2 separate regions of the Mus musculus genome follow, and region 2 is linked to region 1. Evidence: chromatin contacts called from public HiChIP or PLAC-seq data. All regions are on one chromosome and are shown on one strand. The core of a region is the stretch at or near the end of the contact, and the rest is flanking DNA. Distances in the headings are between cores, read along the strand shown. Region 1 overlaps Stk4 (serine/threonine kinase 4). Region 2 overlaps Sdc4 (syndecan 4).

The links. HiChIP or PLAC-seq counts read pairs in DNA pulled down with a chosen protein or histone mark.
Region 2: a contact with region 1 is called in an H3K4me3 HiChIP or PLAC-seq map of stem cell-derived neural progenitor cells, with 16 read pairs. The contact joins two enhancer-like sites. A contact is called at or near these places in 5 of 39 promoter capture datasets (the 3T3-L1 cell line, the C10 cell line, cranial neural crest and 2 more), 8 of 115 datasets of contacts at active chromatin or transcription factors (bone marrow-derived macrophages, craniofacial prominence, embryonic basal ganglia and 5 more) and 2 of 9 other capture datasets (adipose tissue and pancreatic islet).

Annotation. Positions count from the first base shown.
Region 1 is chr2:164,106,439-164,110,854 of GRCm38.p6, forward strand. All of the region lies in intron 9 of Stk4 (serine/threonine kinase 4), which reads left to right. Among named protein-coding and RNA genes, the nearest start is that of Stk4, 35 kb to the left of the region's middle. Within about 2 kb of position 2,318, at least 40 of the 459 cell types and tissues checked have an H3K27ac peak or open chromatin away from gene starts, as enhancers often do. A contact at or near this core is called in neural stem cells and stem cell-derived neural progenitor cells, where this site is marked.
Region 2 is chr2:164,429,959-164,434,374 of GRCm38.p6, forward strand. Sdc4 (syndecan 4) reads right to left here. Exons shown (of 5, transcript NM_011521.2): 2 at 1,229-1,355. Among named protein-coding and RNA genes, the nearest start is that of Sdc4, 11 kb to the right of the region's middle. Within about 2 kb of position 2,318, at least 178 of the 459 cell types and tissues checked have an H3K27ac peak or open chromatin away from gene starts, as enhancers often do. A contact at or near this core is called in neural stem cells and stem cell-derived neural progenitor cells, where this site is marked.

The DNA of each region.
Region 1 (4,416 bases), core at 1,068-3,567:
CACTCCACCGTCAGTGTGGTACATGCGCTCTTTGTTTTCTTTCCGCCCACCCTCTGGCGCCAGGCCTTGAATGCAGGGACCAGGCCTTTTGCATGGAGCTGCATACAAGCTCTGATATTGGAAGCGTCTTATTTATTAGAAACAGGATTTTGATTACTGTGTATCGCTTCCAGCCTGGAAGTTGCTGTGTATACCAGACTGGCCTCAAATTCAAAATTCCCCCGCCTCTGTTTCCTGTATTCTGGAAGTACAGGCATGTTAATTATTCAGAAGAACTTTTTTCAAAACTAAGTGTGTGAAATTTTAAAACCCGGTATGTGCTAGAGAGTTGTTTAAAGAGCGAGGCCGAGGTGGTAACAGTTCTTGGGTACTTTTGAGGCATTTGTGGCTTGGCATGTTTGTTGTGAATTTTTGTCAAAAGAGTCTTTGTGTTTTCTTCTTTTGAAAATATTTAAACACTCTGCATGTGCCACAGACCCACGCTGTGGAAAGTAGAGGACAACTTTTGTGGGTTCTGAGAATTGACTCAGGTCCACAGGCTTGGGTAGCCAGTACTTTACCCAGGGGCCACCTAACCAACCTAAGAATGCTTGGTTTCTAGTTGTTTAGTACAGGAATTTATATCTAGTAAACTTAATGTGCCAATTGCCTTTAAATTGGCTATTTTCTACCAATTTTTGATACTTGGGTTTTCAGAGACAAACCCAGCAAAATATGGAAGGAAGGAAGTGGGCTTGTTTGCACAAGTTGTACCTTAGCAGTCCTTCCCTGAGGAGGGGCTGACAGTCAGCGGTTCTGATGGTGAGCAGACACCTATCTGCTGAAGCCTCGATGCCAGCCGGCTGCTCTCCCTCTCAGTGCTTGCGGCATGTCCAGGAGCGCATCAGCTGGCCCCTCCTCCTTCCCAGGCTTGCTGCCTGCACAGGTGGGGGGCGCAATAGCTTTTGCAGTGTTCTCGTCCTTGACTCGGGCCTTTCCAGTTAGGCCCTGTGACCTGAGGCGAGTGAGATGATTTCTTTTTAGGATCTGCACTGAATTCCCAGCGTTCTAATGTGCTCCTTAGAGTAGTAGCCACACTAATCTGTTTGCAGTAGAACTTTAAAGCATGACGGCATAGTTAAGATTGGGAAGCTCTGTGACTGAGGCCGTCTACTGTTGCTCTGTTTCCTCCTTTAAGACCACAGTCCAGGCTCTTACTGAAAAGACTTCACACTGTCTGTCAGATATGCATTCATCAGAGCAGTGTGAGAGGGAAGTTCTTCATTCACTCTCAGCCTGCAGCTGTCTGCAGGGTGCAGTTAATACACGGTCCACATGCTGACTTCGTCAGTCTCGGATGTAGGGGATAGTGTTTGCAAGCATGGTTCTGAGGGTGTAAGCGCTGTGCACTCCTCTTACAACAGCAGCCTTGTTGTCCAGTTTCTGGTTGCTTCAAAGTTCACCAGAGAGCACTCGGTGCTTCCTATACTTGCCACTCTGAATTGACACTATAGGAAGGTTCTCGATAGAATAGGGCTGTTTCCTGCCCCAGAGCGAAAAGCTACAACAGTTAATTTTGTTGCAGTTGTCTTGCTGAAGGAAGGCAAGAGTAGAAAGAAAAATACTGGAAAGATTTTGGGAATCAGTCTTTGGCCTGGAGTGTATTTCTGGGTCTGATAGGGGAAGTCTCCTTAGGGAGGTTATTCCCCCTTTGACCTTCAGGTTTTATGTTTTGTTTTGTCAAACTAATAAAATACATATAAAATACGTAGTGTCTAAATGCTCAAAAATGAAAGCATTATAATCATTCATTCATTCATTCAGAGAGAGAGAGAGAGTTAAATTCCCTAGCAATAAGATGATAGCTATTTTAAGAACCAGTTAAACAGCTCAGTATACAAGATGGCAGATTTAAAGAAGGCCAGACTTTGGATCCCTTTAAGCCTTCTTTTATAAGGCTTCAAACTCTTTATCTTAACACTATGGCATTTATTACCGACTGCCTTTATGTCCGTCCCTGAAAGGTAATCTCCGTGGTGGACTGCATTTTATGAGAAGGTCCCTCTTGGGTGAGCTTTACAATGGAAAAGCAGACTTGCTGCTTAAACTTTTTCTCGCACTTTCACAAATAGCTCAAGGTCATCCTTCCAGAAGGGAGACTGATTCCACAGTTGTGCAGTCTGTCTTATTGTCTCCACATGTTGGGCTTTTATCTTTAGAAGCCATTAACATTCTTGATTTCTTTGGAATGAGCCAAAAAGCAAGGAGCTTGGGGCCTGAATATTCATTCAAGGAGCCCAGCCAGACCACAGACTGGGATGTGAGAGTACCAGATCTCCGTGTGACCTGGGGGACGGCTCAAGGCCTGTGCTGTTTGGAATGTAAGGCCCTCCAGTGTGGTCATGTCAGTCAAAGGAGAGGCAAGAGTAGCCATGAGGCCTCTGTTTCCCAGAGGACAGTGGTGCAGCGGCAGGAGAAGAAAGGCGTGAGTCCAGTGAAGCTCTGGCTAAGGGCGGAGAGCCAGGCAGGTCAGCTTCGTCCATCCGTGCTCCAACTCCAGAGCCCTCAGCTCCTCTGAGCTACTGACTTTTGCTTAGAGAGGAATGGAGACGCACTCTCTAATACTAATTTAAATGGATCTATGAGGAAAAGAAGTTGATTTTCTGTAGGTATGTCTACTCTAAGAAATGTTAATTTTAGTATTTGTTAAAAACAACTACTCAGTACAATCCCTGAGATATTTCCTAGGATGTACTATGTGTCACAGCTGTGTAATGGACAGGGACTTAAGGGAAACATTTACTGCTGACAAGAACCTTACAGGTTAAACACGTACGATGGTGTCTCGTTCCTGTCCAGTGCTGTATGTACACGCTCCACTGTCTAGTCCTTGTATGAGTAGAACATACCCTAGATCATGGCCTTTGGTAGTGATTTGATTAGCTGTGAAGATAACAAAGCACTTGATGAAAGCCCAGTGAGTTACAGAAAAAGACTAACAAGCCCGTGAGAAGGATTGTAAAGCGTCAGAAAGGTAGGCAGGGTGTGTTGAATATTAAAATTGGCTAAGTCAGCTTCTAAATGGAATCAAGTGCCCAGATAAGAGGTTTTAACTTGATATTGTTGTTAAGAGGGTGTGCCAAGACCCTCTGGCCAGGAAAGTTGACCCAGTCTCAGGAGACTGATGCAGTATCAAGGGATGGGTCATCCTTATTGGTGAAGGTTGCATCTTTTTGGATGGCTCTCTCCAGTGCTTTAGTTGGGAGCCCTTGAAAATGTTGAGCTAGAGTTCTCTTGTAATCCATATGCAACTCATTAGCATTAAGATGGCTGTGAGCCACTGTCTAGAAAGCAAGTCAGTTCCTACAGATGCAGTTGCCCTGTTACCAGGAAGAGAGTTTTTCTGAGCTCGAGGGCATCTTACAACCCTCAGTTCTTAGTGGTTTCAAGAACATCCAAACATTTGTGGTCATATAGACTTGGATAATGACTTATGTAAATGAGTGACCAGATACATCTGCTCCTTAACAAAAACAAACCCAGAAACCAAATCTACAAAACAGACCCTCTGTGATGCATTTGCATCATATTATATAGCTCATTGTTTAAAACAGAGGGAAACATTGAGATATTGCTGGAGTTTTTGTTTTGCAAATATTTTTGCATAGAGCCCAGAAGAAATTGTAGGCTTGTGCCCACTTCGATACTTTGAACAGAATTAATTACTACTTGGATTAAAACAAGTTATATTGAGAATTAAGAGAATGCTAGGTTGACAGTTGTGGTTCAGTTAGTGACAGTTTGAAAATGAATGTTTGGGATGGAAGAGCCATCAGTTTGAGATCTGATAGATGGACGTGTCGAAGGAGACGTGAGCTCCAGTTGTTGGTCAAGCTCCCTTATAGCATGCCTGTCCTGACGCTATTTTATAGTTTTCAGGAGCACATTGTGGACGAAGGGGTCTTATCTCTTTACTTCAAGATGGAGTTATTGATATAATTTATGTACTATGGAGTTTACTCATTTAGAGTATACAGTGGCTTTTAGATTTAGTATTCATGTGTGCAGGAATAACACCAGTATTTAATTTTTAAAGTTTTACTATTTACAATTTTAAACTAGGATATAATATATAAAGTTTACTGTTTTAAAGCGTGCCATTTCATAGCTTCTAGCATGTTGACAACATCTTATGGGATAGGGACTATTAAATCCCAGGTATTTGATACTTTCAAAGCAACTCTCATCCAGTTGTCAGTTACTTCTTACTCGTCTTCTCTGTTCATTTGCCTATGTCGATATTTAATGTAAATGGATTTAGACAATATGCTTCTCTTTGGGTCTGACACTTTTTGTTTTGTATAATTCTTCCAAGGTTTATCCAAGGTATACCAGTGTTTAAATAATTTTTTATTGGTGTATGTGAACATGTGTGTA
Region 2 (4,416 bases), core at 1,068-3,567, 320 kb after region 1:
AGCAGTATCTGGAAGCTGGTTAGAATAGGCAAAATGTTCCTGGACGAAGTGGCACACATCTGAAATCCCAGAACACCAGAAGCAAGTTCAAGACCAGCTTGAGCCACATTGGAAGAACTGGTCTCAAACATGAAAGAGAGCAAGGTCGTGGCGCACGCCTTTAATCCCAGAACTCGGGAGGCAGAGGCAGGCGGATTTGAGTTCAAGGCCAGCCTGGTCTACAGAGTGAGTTCCAGGACAGCCAGGGCTGCACAGAGAAACCCTGTCTCGAAGAAGAAAAAAAGGGGGGGGGGGGTAGGTCAGTGGCAGAGCCAAGCCATAGGCTCAATCTCTATCAGGGAAGATAGCGCCACCTTAATTAACTAAAATTTACATCTGAACAAGCTCCCCAGGGAATTAACTTTTGGGAAGGAAGCAGTTAACTGTAATGATAAACACAGGAGGCAAAGAGTTTAGCTTGTCTCCTGGCTGCAACCCTTTGTAGAGGCTGTCCTAGTACACCACAGTATACTCGGGATACACGGTATACAAAATTTACTTCTAAAAATACCGAGTGCATGGTAACTGCTAAGAGCTGGAACTCGCTTCAGTCCACAACTGACTCCACAGTCCTCCAGTCCCTCGTTTTACATAGTAAGAACCAAGGCTCTAAGTAGAAGGCAGCGCTGGAATTCTGGACTGTGCAAAGGCCCTGAAGACAAGCGGAACCCTTAGCAGCTGCCTGTTCCAGAGGCCAAAAAGTCAAGCCCATGAAAGCCTTGATACCTGGTCACACCACAAGAAACCTTTCTCCCTCCCGGTCTCATCTTAAGCAGGGGCTTGCTTCCGAGTCCCCTCTCCATATCTCAGCCCACACACAACGCCTCCCACTCCACCCCCACTTTGGAGTCAGTACTTTTCCTTTCAACGGTTGGGGGTTGGGGGAGCGGAACACACTCCGGGCCCTTCCCCACGCTCCCTCTACCCTCCACCAGAGGGAGGAGCCTAGTGGACAGGTTCAGGCTAGTGCCTGCAAACTCAAAGTGGAATGAATTCAAAGTTGTTTACAACTCACCCCAGAGACCCTGGGGGTGGGAAAATGTTACTTTTGTTTCCCATTTTGAAGTGGGGGGGGGGAGTGGGGGGAGCACTGTAGGAAAATGTCGACTCAAATCCACCTCTCCCACTGTTGCCGCCAGGAGTCCCTGCAGCCCAGGGCCCCCCAGCCTTCCCAAGCACACCCCCATACCCAGATCTCCAGAACCCGAGAGCTCAAAGTCATCCGAGCCGCCAGCATCTTCGTCGTCGGGGAGGGCTCCAGAGAAGTATCTGCCTTCCAGGAGGTCCTGGGGGTCGATGACCTCTGTCTCTCGAATCTAAGAAGAGAGATGGTTTCAAACAGGATCGACCCAAAAGGCCCATCTTCCTCCTCCTCCCTCCGGAGGCTCTCGGAGACAAGAGTGCCCCAAAGTGAATCAGGATTATAGGACCAGATGAAAAGAAGCTTTGGGTCCTGTGCCCCATCTACTGTGCAACCCTATACAAGTCTCTTGACCATTCTGGGTTAGTAAAAATATAAGTGGTAACAAGTTATTAATATTTCTAGGTATTTACTGAGCCACCTATGATCTCTAAGGCTGCTTATAATAGCAGTTGTTAATTAACTTTACAACTAAGCCCCCCCAACTCGCCCACCCACCCCACCCCCCGCACAAACGGCTCTTAAGTCATTTTCTTCTAGTGGTACAAGTGGCAATTGGCAGGCAGAATTGCATGAAGGACCACCTGATTTCAGAGCCAGAGGTTCCCATGGACACAGGCAGGCCCAGGCTGGGGTCCTATGACAGCAGCTGATTTCCAGATGGAAGGCAGTAGGCTACTGGCTCTGGGCCTGCCCTGTTGGGAACATGTTCCCAACTGAGTCAGACTGGGCTGAAACAGGCTGGGCAGGTTCACTCACACCCCAAGACAGCCACAGAACTCAGACCGGGTGGTGACTCAAAGGCGCACTCCTGAATTCACGGACTCAAATTCTCTCAATGTCTAGTCTTCTGCCAGCTCGGGGCAGGGCACACAGATCCTTGCTCCCACAGACCACATCACTCAGCTCCCATCCCAAGGAGACCCAGCTAGCCACCCCAGAGCCTGTGGTCAATTCCCACCAAACAGCATTTAAAAGGAAACTATCCACAAAGCCCCTCCTCGATCGCCACTTATTTTTGCCCCCTCCCACACACACCCCGTGTCTCCTATCCCAGCTTCCTTAGGGACCTAGGGTGTACTGGGGTGCCCACAGCCCTTCCCCTAGTCTTTGGACTCGGGCTCGTTCTTGTAAACAACCAGGTGCAAGGGTCACTGGTCTACTATTTCCAGGCCTTCCCTCCAATAGTCCCCAAGAGTACAAAGGATGAAGCCCTGCTTAGAAATTCAGAATAGGAACTAGCCAGTCAGACCCAGGGAGGCCCTGTTCTTTCACAGAATTTTGTAAAGAGAATTCAAACCAGAAACAAGGTAGTGACTACCCTAACACCATATAAAACTTAGGTAGAGAGTGGTCAGGTCTTGTGTCTGCCAGCCCCAGGATGTCCTTCACCCAACCACAGAGACACACGGTGGAGACAGTGAGAAGGAATGTCCGTTTACCCCTAAGGCGTGAGATTGAGTGGCAGGAGAGGTCAGGAGAGGCGCTTAGGGATCAGGCTTCCTGCTCCACTCTTCCTCCTCCTCTCTCTCCCACAGGCTTCCGGGGAGAGGAGGCTGTGCCCTCTGTCCACCCCCTTTGCTCAGGAAACTAGATTCTGGGAAAGGAGCTGGGAGGAAGTCAGGCAGGCATCCCTCTCTCCCCCCACCCCAGAGGGCAGGGAAATCGATTCAGAGTGCTTGGTACGCGTGGGAGTGGGGAGCCAGCAGGGGTTAAGTCCTGCTTACAGATGACTTCACGACTCCGGAATCGGGAGCTGTGGGGTTGCTGGTACTGGAATTCCAGCCCCCGCACAGGGCCCGTGCCTGTGGCTTTGGCTTGGCAGCACAAGCACAGCAAGAAGGCTTCTCCGTGGTTGTACCAACTGCCCTAGACGGCCGGCATGGTCCAACCCCCAACGCCTCGCTACAAATTCCCTAGGGTTCAAAATCTGCAATGGCAAGGCCTCCATGGCTTACAGTGTGCCAGGCCTTAACATGCACGCACTTGGGATGACGCAGACCCTTTTGGCGAGGGTGGAAACCACAGCTCGGGAAGGCAACTCATTTCTCCTAAGGTCACACAAGCAGAAGTGACCAACAAGACCGGCGGCTGGGCATGAGATCACCTGGGCTTCTAGCCACAGACACAACATAGGAACACCTTTTATGCTTAGAGCTCCCAGCCCAGCCCGCCCTGGACTAGACAGGAACCCTAACTGGGTGTGTCTAATCCAGCTAGGGGTGGGGGCATGGGGAGATGGAGGAAAGGAGAGGCAGGTAGAGATACTCTGACCACCAAAGCCTGAAAGACTGGTCACACGCTGTTAAAATTCAAACTCTTCAGGGCAGGCGCTGAGGTTTTAAGCCTGGGGGCTTGGATTCCAGCTCAGGTCTGACCTACCCCACACCTCGCCCCTAGGAAGGAGCCTTGGAATGTCAGCCACACACCAAACCTCCCTAATATGTGAAAGTGTTCCGGGTGTTTCAAAACAGCCCAGGAGATTGGAGATAAGCATATTGATTGGAGATAAGCATATTCGATGCCTATCACGTGGGCTAGTAGTGATTACTTCAATCTTCTATTAGAGAAACTCAAGGGGTGTGTGTGTGTGTGTTTGAAGCTGTCAAGATCTGACTGGTAAACTGAGGCTGAAACCAAGAAACATTCCTGGTTCAGCTCCCTTTGGGACACGTGGTCCCCTCCCGTCCCTTTTTTAAGGGGAAGGTCTCTCTCTAGGTAGCCTTGGCTGGCCTGGCTAGACTAAGAAACTGGTCTTTGCCTCTTCTGTACTGGGATTTAAGGAGTTGTGCCACCATGGGCACCCCCCCCCCTTCATCTTTATGTTAAAATTCCAGAGGAAAGGAATATCACACCAGGACCCACCGCTCAGCCAGGATTGGAGCCTTCCTTTCAGAGGTTGGAAAATTCTTCAGAGGTGTAGAGAGGATGCAAGAATTAACCTCTTCAGTGAGTCAGAGGCTTCTGAGACAGGTGATGGGACATGAGAAATTCAGGCTCCTGGAGGCATCTCGGAAGGCATCTTCTCTTAGCCCCTTTCTGGTCCCTCCTATGCTCATAAACTCTAACAAGCAAAAACCTCCCAAGTGGACAGGAGCTATTGAGGACACGATGTCAGAACAGACCCAACCACGCCCAAAGAGATGGTGAGCAATGGTTCTGTTTGTGTTTGTAAAGCTGAGAAGGTACCAACAACCTCTCCTTCCCCCCACTCTCTTTTCAAACAAGGTCCATTC